2 separate regions of the Mus musculus genome follow, and region 1 is linked to region 2. Evidence: chromatin contacts called from public HiChIP or PLAC-seq data. All regions are on one chromosome and are shown on one strand. The core of a region is the stretch at or near the end of the contact, and the rest is flanking DNA. Distances in the headings are between cores, read along the strand shown. Region 1 has its middle 24 kb from the start of A930005G22Rik. Region 2 holds the start of Dynll1 (dynein light chain LC8-type 1).

Region 1 (5,292 bases), core at 1,928-4,427, 100 kb before region 2:
GGCACATCTTTAATTACAGTATTTGGGAGGTGAGGGCAAGAAGATCAGGAGCTTCAAAGGTCATCTTCAGCTAGATAGCCAGTTTGAGGCTAGCCTGGGCTACACAGCAAGACCCTACCTCAAAAACAGACTGGGAGAGATGCCTAGCGTACAGAAACGCCTAAGTGACAGTGTGAGGACCAGAGTTCAAGTCCAAAGATCCCACATCAAATCTAGGAGTTTTTTAAGTACCTTTAATCCCAGCTCCTATGGAGGCATTAGAGGTACAGACGGGAGACCCCACGGAAGTGGAGATCCAGCCAGCCCAACACACACAGTGGGCAAACCACAAAGAAACCCTGTCTCAAACAAAGGGGAGGTGAGGGCTCACATCCAAGCTGTCCACAGGCAAGCAGTGGCAAGTGGGTACCCATATCCAAATATATCACATACATGCACACAGTATTCACATACACACACACACACACACACACACACACTCGCACACATGCACCTGTGCTCGAGAAACAACTTCAGAATGTTGCTCAGTGGCAGAGGGCTTATGCAAGAATTTGGGTTTGATTCAGACAGTGTTGGTACAGGCCTTTAATCCCAGCACTTGGGAAGCAAGAGGGAGGTAGATCTCTAAGTTCAAGGCTAGCCCTGTCTAAAGAGCTAGTTCCAGGACAGCCAGAGCAACACAGAGAAACCCAGTCTCAAAAAACACACACACAAACAAAAAGAACTTAAGTTTGATTTCCCAACCCTTTCAAGGTTCTTCTTCCACTCAGTGTGTGTTTTGTTTTTAATTTTTTAAGATAACTCAGCTTCTATGATACCAGGGATTGAGCTCACAGCCTCACAACAAGTTTTGCTGATTTGAGTTCTATGTCCCTGTATGAGAGAGGAGAAAAGACAGGGAGAACAGTGTGCTGACACTTGCTACGCATAAGTAGGGGCTACAGAGATGACTCGACCCAGGAGGTGTTTGCCTCACAAGCTAAGGACCTGACTTAGAGCCAGGACACCCATGTGAAGCTGGGCACAGAGGCTTAGGCCTGTAATTGGAGTGCCAGGGAGTCAGAGACAGGGGGATGCCTGGGACTTCCTGACCAGCATGTCTGGTTGAGTCAGCAAGCTACTTGTTCAGGGAGAGACCCTTCTCAATGAGGCCTGGACAGACAGCTCAGTGCTTAAAACTCTTGCCATGCAAGTGTGAAGACAGGAGGTAAGGACCTCAGAGCCCACATAAAACCTGGCAAGCCAGGGCAAGCCTTCTCGCTAGGCTAGCCAGAACTGGGCAGTTCCTGGTTCATGCGCAGTCCCAGACTCAGTAAATAATGCTCAAGAGCAATTGAGGGAGGCGTCTGATGTTAGCGTTAGTACATACACACACACACACACACACACACACACACACACACACACACGCATATGTACACACACATACACATGCAGGCACGAGTACACAAACACACAAATGCAAGCACACACACACACACAAGCACATGCATACATACACACACACAAATACCCGCACTTGGGTGTGGGCATACACTAATGCAGACATGAACACACACACACACAGACACACAAACGTGCATATGCACCCAAACACAATGTGTGCACACACATACACATACATTCACGCACTACACACATACACCAAAAAGCCCAAACAAGCCGGGCAGTGGTGGCGCGCTCCTTTAATCCCAGCACTTGGAAGGCAGAAGCAGGTGGATCTTTGAGTTTGAGGCCAGCCTGGTCTACAGAGTGAGTTCCAGGACAGCCAGGGCTACACAAGAAACCCTGTCTCGAAAAACCAAAAAAAAAAAAAAAAAGAAAGAAAGAAAAAAAGAAAAGAAAGAAAGAAAAGAAAAGAAAAGCCCAAACAAAAACAAACAAAAAAACACCAAATAAAAACAAACAAACCAAAAAACCCCAAAATAAAAACAAAATGGTGACTGAGAAAGACACTCCACAGGGACCTCCTAACCTACACGTTTGATAATGCACATCTGCACACACATGTATGCACACATAAACAAAAAAACCATGCTAAGTAAACACAGTTCTGGTTCCCTAGACAGGAAACCACACGTATCTCCCTCTACTTGAAATACCAAAAACTGGGCCGAATCCTGAGAAACAGAAGGCAGGTGAGGAGCTGCGGAGACTGGTGGAGAGGAGAGGAGAGATGGTTTAATGAGGCATAGCTGTCCCCCAGGTGAAGAGAGGCAGGCCTGGAAGGAATCGGGGCTTCACGGCACTGGGAAGAGCCTCTGATGCACACTTTGAGGTGGCTGACTGGGGGCTGGGCGTACAGCCCCACAGTAGGATGCTTGCCTAAGGGTGTTAAGACCCTCGTTCAATGCCCAGTCCCAGGAAGAGAGGAGGAAGTCCTGTTTGCCAAGTATACATGCAACCCTAGCAACAGAGGCTGAGGCGGCAGACGTGGTGGTGGGGGGGAGACATTACACCAAATAAAACACGTACAATGTGATTTCAGGTGCCCACAGATGCCAGGGGCATTGGCTCCTTTGGCGGTCCAGGCAGTTGTGAACTGTCTGATGCACGTGCCAGAATAGAACCCAAGTCTTCCTTAAGAGGCATCTCTGCAGCCCCTTCCTTGCCTTACACAGATGGGATGACACTATAACTTATTGACCTTTCTGGCAACGTATCAATTAGCATCTCAGATCAATATATTTTCCCCCCATCCCTTTTTATTTTGGAGACAGGGATCTCACTATGTAGCCACAGCTGGCCTGGAACTTGCTGTGTGGAACAGGCTAGCCTTGAACTCACAAGAGATCCACCTGTTTCTATCTCCTGAGTGCTGGGGGTTAAAGATGAGTCAAGTATTGGTTCTTCCTGTTCTCCCTGGCTCTTCCACAGTGCTTCTGACCGACCCACGATTTCCCTCAGAGATGAGGTTCCAACTTGTCTGCCTCGAAGCAGGTGACTGACCCCACAGGCTGCCTGCTTTGAGTTAGTCACCCTGTCTTGCAGGACCCAGCTAAGTGTCCAGACTCCCAGATGCAGGACTTCAGGCAGCTACCTAAACTCCGTGAGCCTCGAGTCTTCTCAGATGCCTTGAGGAGAGGCACAGAGCATGCAGGGTACAGCTCTGGGCCAGCTGGTGTCATCTGATCTCTCGGGAAGAAAAGGTGGGCAGGGCCCTGGGTCTGTGGCCACCTGCTTTGGGTAGGGCATTAAAGCTGTGGCGGGGAAGGTGAGGCCCGAGCTAGGCGGCCCTGGGAACCCGGGAGAGAGGCGAGGCTGGAGTGGAAACGTTTAGCAGGAGAACAAACGGGCTCCTGAATGGGAGCTTTTTATTCCTGCCGCACAGGGCTTTGTTCCCCAAACACGTGACACACAAAAGCCTCTGGTTGAATTCGGGAACCCAAATTGGTTCTCAGGTGGGGGAGGAGACGGGTGTCCGGATTTCGGGATTCCTTAAAGGGACAATGCCCTGGTTAGTCGGTCTCAGGGTTCAGTCCTCATTGTCAGGGGAGGGGAGGGGAGGGGAAGGGGTGGGTGTGAACTGGACCTGTGGGGGCGGGGCAGCTGTTCAGAAGAGGATGAAGAGGGGTGGGGGTGGGTTGAGAAGAAGTGGGGAAGAAGGAAGACAGCCCTGGCCCCCTGCCTGAGAAACAGAAAGCATTGAAAGGGAGACGAGAAAGGAGACAAGTTTAAAAAAAAAAAAAAAAAAAAAAAAAAAAACCTGGTTAGAAAGTTCTTAGTGCGTCCACCCGTCCTGCCTGGCCAAGGCTCGCCCTATTTCTCAGCCCCACTGGCTGCTGCCTGCCCTGCAGTTCCTCCATGCCCCAAGCTGGCTCTTGCCTCTGGGCCTCTCTGCCTTTGCCCTTTCCCGCCACCTGACCTGCTTCCCACCCACCCACAGGATTACACTGATCCGGTAATCCCAGCCGCCACCCCCTCAGAGGAAAGAGAGAAACCTGCTGCTATGTATGTCTCATCCATCTTGTGCCTAGCTCTCTCCCCGGAGGTCACCGCAATGCTTCTCACGGCGGGGGTGACACACCAAGACACCATACTGGAGCCTGCCCGCCTGCCCCGCCCCGGCTAAGTGGGGCAAGGGTGGTGGCCACCACTGCGCTAGTCCCTTCTCCGTGGAAAAGCCATTGTTTTAGAGTCAGGTGAAACTTTGTAGGTGGGAGTCTTGGGCAAGCCTCTGACTTCATTTCCTCTCCTCCTTCCTCCACCCCTGCCACTAACTAGCCTAATCTGGCCTTGAACTCCTGATCCTCCCGCTTCAGCCTCTTGAGTGTGGGGATTACAGGTATAGAACACCCTTCTCCGGGTTGATAGGTAATTTCTGAATCAGGTTTTTGTTTACCTATGGTGCTGGAGTCCCAGACTAGGGTCTTGAGTGTGCTAGGCAAGTACTCTAACATATTAGCTCTAACATGTTAACATGTTAGCTCTACACCCAATCCCACTCCAGCCAGCATGACTTGATGGATCCTATTTACAGATGAAAAAAATAGTCTCAAGAAGAAAGAACAGACCCGGAATTTGCAGCCCGCTCTCTCACCCCAAGGCGTGTGTTCTGCTTCTTTGACTCTGGTGCCCTCTCTGGTTTCTGAAACTTGGAACCCTGAGAGGCAAAACTGAAGGGGCTACCCCAGTTCCCTGCACCCGCATCCCGCCCCAGGCCTTGTTACATTGTACTTAGAGAGCTGAGCTCTACCCCACTGGCTCTGTGGTTTCATTACCTTAAAGTTTATAACAGACCAAGTTTCAAGGTGTACACCTTTAATCCCAGCACTCAGAGACAGAGGCAGGACGATCTCCATGAGTTCAAGGCCAGCCTGGTCTACAGAGTTCCAGGACAGCCAGGGCTGTATAGGGAGACCCTCTCTCGAGTTTTTTGTTGTTGGTTTTTTTTCTTTCCACTTGTATATACATGAATTGAAATTTAAAAGTAGAAAAATATTTTTGAAAAATTATATTTGGGGCTGAGGATATAGATTGCTGCTTAGTGTGTACAAGCCCGGAGTTTAATCTCCAGCGCCTCACAAATCCAGGGGTCCTGGGGACACATTCTTGCGTTCCAAGCATTTGGGAGGATCTGAAATTTAAAAGCCATCCTCGGTATTATTGAGAATTAGAGGCCAGCTTGCAGCTACAGACACTGTGACACTGTGTCCAAAAGAAAGAAAGAAAGAAAGAAAGAGAGAGAGAGAGAGAGAGAGAGAGAGAGAAAGAAAGAAAGAAAGAAAGAAAGAAAGAAAGAAAGAAAGAAAGAAAGAAAGAAAGAAAGATTATTTTAGAGTCTCCCCTGTG
Region 2 (4,666 bases), core at 1,238-3,737:
GAGGACAACTCTGTGAGGTTGGTTTTCTCCTTCTGCCTGTATGGACTTCCTGTAGATCACATTCAGGTTCTCCAGCGTGCACCGCAAGTGCTTTTACTCTGGAACCATCTTACTGGCCCCTTTAAATCTCCTGATCTTCTAAGATGGGCTGGGATGTCATAAGACCTAGACATTTTACATTTTCAGTCATATTTCCCGAGTACATTCTTTTTCTTGGCATAGGGAGAAACCTAGGGCCCCACCCCTGAGCTACATCCCTAGCCCTAGACAGTGAAGTGGATGCTGAAGTTGGAATAGGGAACAGGAGAGGCAGGGCCCACGGACACTCACCAGGAAGGACAACACAGGAGCTAATCCCTCTGGGGAAAGCACAAGGCAAACTTCATGGAGGGGATCTAAGTATTCTAGGACATAACAGCATGGTGGTGAGAGGCAAAAAGGAATTCAGGGGAAGGAGCCACTACAGCTGATACCTGATTAGACAGGGTTGGGGAAATGGCTCTGCTGGTAGAACGTTTGCCTAGACTCACAAGGCCCTGGCTCAGTTCTTGAACCCCTTAAAAACTAGGTTTGGTGGCCTGTGCCTTAAATTCCAGTCCTTGAAATGTGGGAGCAAGGAGATCAGGGATTCAAGGTAACCCCCAGCTGCACAGCTTCGCCGAGAATGTAAAAACAGAGGGTCCCCTTGGGGCTGGAAAGAGAGCTCAGCAGTTACAGATGTTCTTCTGAGGATCCAGGTTCAATTCCCATCACCCATATGGCAGTTTACAACTCTCTGAAATCCCAGAGCCAGACCACCCAATGCCCTTTCCTGTCCTCCCTGAGTACCAGGCATAGATGTGGCACAGGGACATACAACCAAACACCCACAAACTTTTTTTTTTTTTTTTTTTTTTTTTTTGGTTTTTCAAGACAGGGCTTCTCTGTGTAGCCCTGGCTGTCCTGGAACTCACTTTGTAGACCAGGCTGGCCTCGAACTCAGAAATCCGTCTGCCTCTGCCTCCCAAGTGCTGGGATTAAAGGCGTGTGCCACCACGCCCAGCTTTTTTTTTTTTTTTTTTTTTTTTTAAAGAGAGCAAGAAAAAGAAGATCCTCTCAGACACAGCTGTTGTGAGTGGTACGGTGCTGAGCAGAGGTCAAGCACCCACTCACTGCTGCTGACTCGTTTTATTTCATTTATTTTTTTGGGGGGGAGGGCAGTTTACACAGGATCTCATGTAGCCCAGGCTAGCCTTGGCGCCATCTATCCAAAGCTGGACTTGAATTTCTGATCCTTCTGTTCCTGTCTTCCAGTGTTCTGACTCCCTCCTGGAGCCTCCTGGGGATCAAATATGCAGCCTCTGGCCTCACTCATACCAAGCAAATGCTCTACTGACTGAGGGGTAGCCCAGTATTTTGTTATTTTTATTTATTTATTTATTATGTGGGTACGATTAGTCATAAATGCCAGAGGAGACACATCTTAGGATCACTTTCTTAAGATACGTCTTCCTTTGTATAAATAAATCCTCAGCCAAGAAACTTTGCCCAAATGGACATTCTATCCGAGGAAGCAGCCTCACCTGTACACACTGGGCATCCACCCACATTCCAGATCTTGAGGTCCCCACTGCCTGGCAGACAGGCTCTACCTCCTGGATACGCGATCCCTTTCCCGAATTTCTCCTTCAATCATTAGGCTATCAGTATGTATACGGTCTCCTAGGGCAGTACCAGCTACACAGGGGCTACAGTACGAAATAAGCATGTAGTGTCATGTTATAAAATTCGGAATTTAACCCGGTGTGATGGCGCATGGGGGAGGCGCCAAGAAGAAATGCGAACTTTAGATCATCCTGGGGCTACTTAGGGAGACGATGCTAAGGTAGGGTGGGGAGGACACGGGCAGAAAAAACGAAAAAGAAAGAAAACAGGGTTCAGTGGCAGAACGTAGAACTTGCCTCTCAAGCCCAGGGCCTCCTCAGACACACGCACTTACTTACAAACTTCAGGAATGTGACAGCAGAGCTTCGAACCAAGCCCTACGAGACCCTGAGTGCAACTGCATCGATGGCTCACCCTTGCTAAGCTCGAGGCCACCTGTCAAAGGCCATAAATCGTGCGGACCCCGGGTGGGTGGGGGGAGATGGTGGAAATGGGCGGCACCTGGGGCGGCAGCTCCCAGCCTTCTAGAACCTGCGATTCCAGAACACACCCTGCGCTAACCTCAGTGGGGCCCCCGAGAGGAAAATGCCCGCCCTCACCTCCTTCCAGACTGCTGGGTGGTCCGGGAGCCAGCCACTCGACCCGGGGCTCCGCCTTCAGGGTGTGTGGGCCTCCGCACGCGTGCCGCGCATCGCCCGGGCAACCGACGCTGTGCGCGGTGCATTGTGGTCTGCAACAAAACGCGGGGGAAAGATCCTGAGGGAACCATTGAATCCGCTAGCCAATCGGGAGAGGCTGGCGGTAGCGGATGGCCAATAGCGACGCGGGCCGGGGGCGGGGCCGCGGGCGCAGGGCGGGGCCTAGGGATTAGGCGGCGGCGGCTGGCGTGGGGCAGCTTAGATGCGCCACGGCTTCGGTAGCGACCGGCTGTCTTCTGCTGCTTGAGCGGCGCCCGCACCTTCCCTAGGAGCTCGCAGCAGCCGGCTGGCCTCTGCTCCACGGTGAGACCGGGCTCGGGTCCTCCCCGTCCCCCCTACCTCGGGCCTGCGGTGCGGACCTCGGGAGCTGCCCCTCGGAAGCGGGTGGGGGCGTCGTCCTCAAGGGGGGCGCCGGTCGGGAGGGCAGCGAGCGCGGCCCGCACCCGACCCCTCTCCCTCTTCCCTGCGCTTCGTCACCACACAGGTAACCATGTGCGACCGGAAGGCGGTGATCAAAAATGCAGACATGTCGGAAGAGATGCAACAGGACTCGGTGGAGTGCGCTACCCAGGCGTTGGAGAAGTACAACATCGAGAAGGATATTGCGGCCCATATCAAGAAGGTGAGGACCCGGCGCCGCGTAGTTCCTACTCCCCGATTCTGCGTCCTCTGGGCGCCTGGCAGTTTCCCTGTAGCACTCAGGGCGGCTCGGGATGGATAGTTCTAGAAAGGACGCAAGGGTTTCGCGTTCCTCTGGGGAAGACCAGACCCTCAACGCCAGAAGTTTTTTTTTTTTTTTTAAACCCCCAGCTCCTTGGGGGAAAGCGCCACCTAGCAACGGTTTCCAAGATCAGGGAGTTGCGAGCAGTTCCCCCTGCTGTAGAATTCCTGCGCCGAGGATCCATCTGGGTGTTCCGGGAGGGGGGGGGGTTGCGCCTGCCTGCGTGGGTGTTTCCAGCCGGGCTAGGAGGAGATCTTGCCAGCCTTCTAGTCGGGAGTTAGTCGACAGTTCAGGGAAAGTGGGTGGCAGTGGTGGTTTGGGGGGCTTGGGTGGAGGCTTGGTAAATGGCAGTTTTGTAGAAAGCTGGCGCAAGACTGCCAACTTCTCAAGCTATGTTTGCTGGAAGGAAACTGGAAGCCGAAGCCGTGGGAGGGTTCCAGTGGAGAACGGGAGGATGAAAGACTCACATGGAACAAAAATGAATACTTTTTTTTTTTTTTTGGTTTCTCTGTGTAGCCCTGGCTGTCCTGGAACTCACTTTGTAGACCAGGCTGGCCTCGAACTCAGAAATCCGCCTGCCTCTGCCTCCCAAGTGCTGGGACTAAAGGCGTGCGAGACCACGCCCGGCTTGAATATCTTTTTTTGACAAATGCAGCAGTATGTGCGTCTGGATTGTAAGAGAGACATTCTGCTTAATAAATGAGGTTTTCATACCGATTGCCCGATAAGATAGTAGGAGCCCTAAAGAATTTTACATCATCTCTGGCCCTGGTTCTATCCAACTAGTGAAGAAATGAACACATTGCTAGTTTTAATGTCCATGGGATGGGAGAATCAGGTAGCAGATGCTCTCTAACTTGCTAATTTTTAAGACTGGGTAGATGTGGAGGAGAGCGATTTTAAAAGATAAAGTCCTGGCATTTAACTGTCAGGTTCTGTTGCATTTTTCAGCCTGGCTTGATTTATGTGGTAATTGAGACTTTGTCCTTTGGTCTTTGGGGGGGGGGGTGGTGGTTGTCTTCCTGATTTGGGGTGCATGGCAAATACAGTGGTGGAGCCTGATGAACTGCAAATGCTGATGTCATCTACCTCCATCGAATTGCTGGAGTCAGAGGTGAGGTGCAGATGATGGGTCTTTTAACCCCCCAGCACTAGGAAGGCAGAGGCAGGCAGATCTCTTTGATTTTTGAGACCAAACCAGTTCTAGTGCGGTCAGGACTACAGAGAGACCCTGTCTTTAGAAAACAAAACAAAACAAAAAAATCAAAGTAGTCCAGAAGTGCCCTCATTGAAACAGAACTGTCCTTGAAAATGACCTTCTACCTTTGATCTTCTTAGCTCCCATTCTCAGTTTACCTCAGACTGCAAGCACGTTGCATTAGGTAGATGATTTAAAGCCAGGGAACATTCTCTTAAGAATTTGCTGGGGCTGTGGTGAGCGCTTGCCTGCATGCCCATGCCCTGGATTCAGTCCCAGTGTGGAGACAATTACAGATGCCAGGATTGCCCTTTCTGGTCCTACAGGCTCTGGAAAGTGAATCCTCCAGGTGTACCACTAAATTTCTGTTTCTTCTTCCTAGGAGTTTGACAAGAAGTACAACCC

Evidence for each region. HiChIP or PLAC-seq counts read pairs in DNA pulled down with a chosen protein or histone mark.
Region 1: a contact with region 2 is called in an H3K27ac HiChIP or PLAC-seq map of embryonic stem cells, with 10 read pairs. The contact joins the enhancer-like site here to the promoter of Dynll1 in region 2. A contact is called at or near these places in 2 of 39 promoter capture datasets (cranial neural crest and frontonasal cranial neural crest), 1 of 484 Hi-C or Micro-C datasets (embryonic stem cells), 3 of 115 datasets of contacts at active chromatin or transcription factors (embryonic stem cells and stem cell-derived anterior neural progenitor cells) and 1 of 9 other capture datasets (adipose tissue).

Annotation. Positions count from the first base shown.
Region 1 is chr5:115,402,551-115,407,842 of GRCm38.p6, reverse strand. It overlaps a transcript of Msi1 not described here. Among named protein-coding and RNA genes, the nearest start is that of A930005G22Rik, 24 kb to the left of the region's middle. Within about 2 kb of position 3,177, at least 105 of the 459 cell types and tissues checked have an H3K27ac peak or open chromatin away from gene starts, as enhancers often do. A contact at or near this core is called in embryonic stem cells and stem cell-derived anterior neural progenitor cells, where this site is marked.
Region 2 is chr5:115,298,811-115,303,476 of GRCm38.p6, reverse strand. Dynll1 (dynein light chain LC8-type 1) reads left to right here and starts at 2,487. Exons shown (of 3, transcript NM_019682.4): 1 at 2,487-2,645; 2 at 2,827-2,964; 3 at 4,644-4,666. The coding sequence starts at 2,833. Gm13830 (predicted gene 13830) reads right to left here and starts at 2,357. Exons shown (of 2, transcript NR_131932.1): 1 at 2,244-2,357.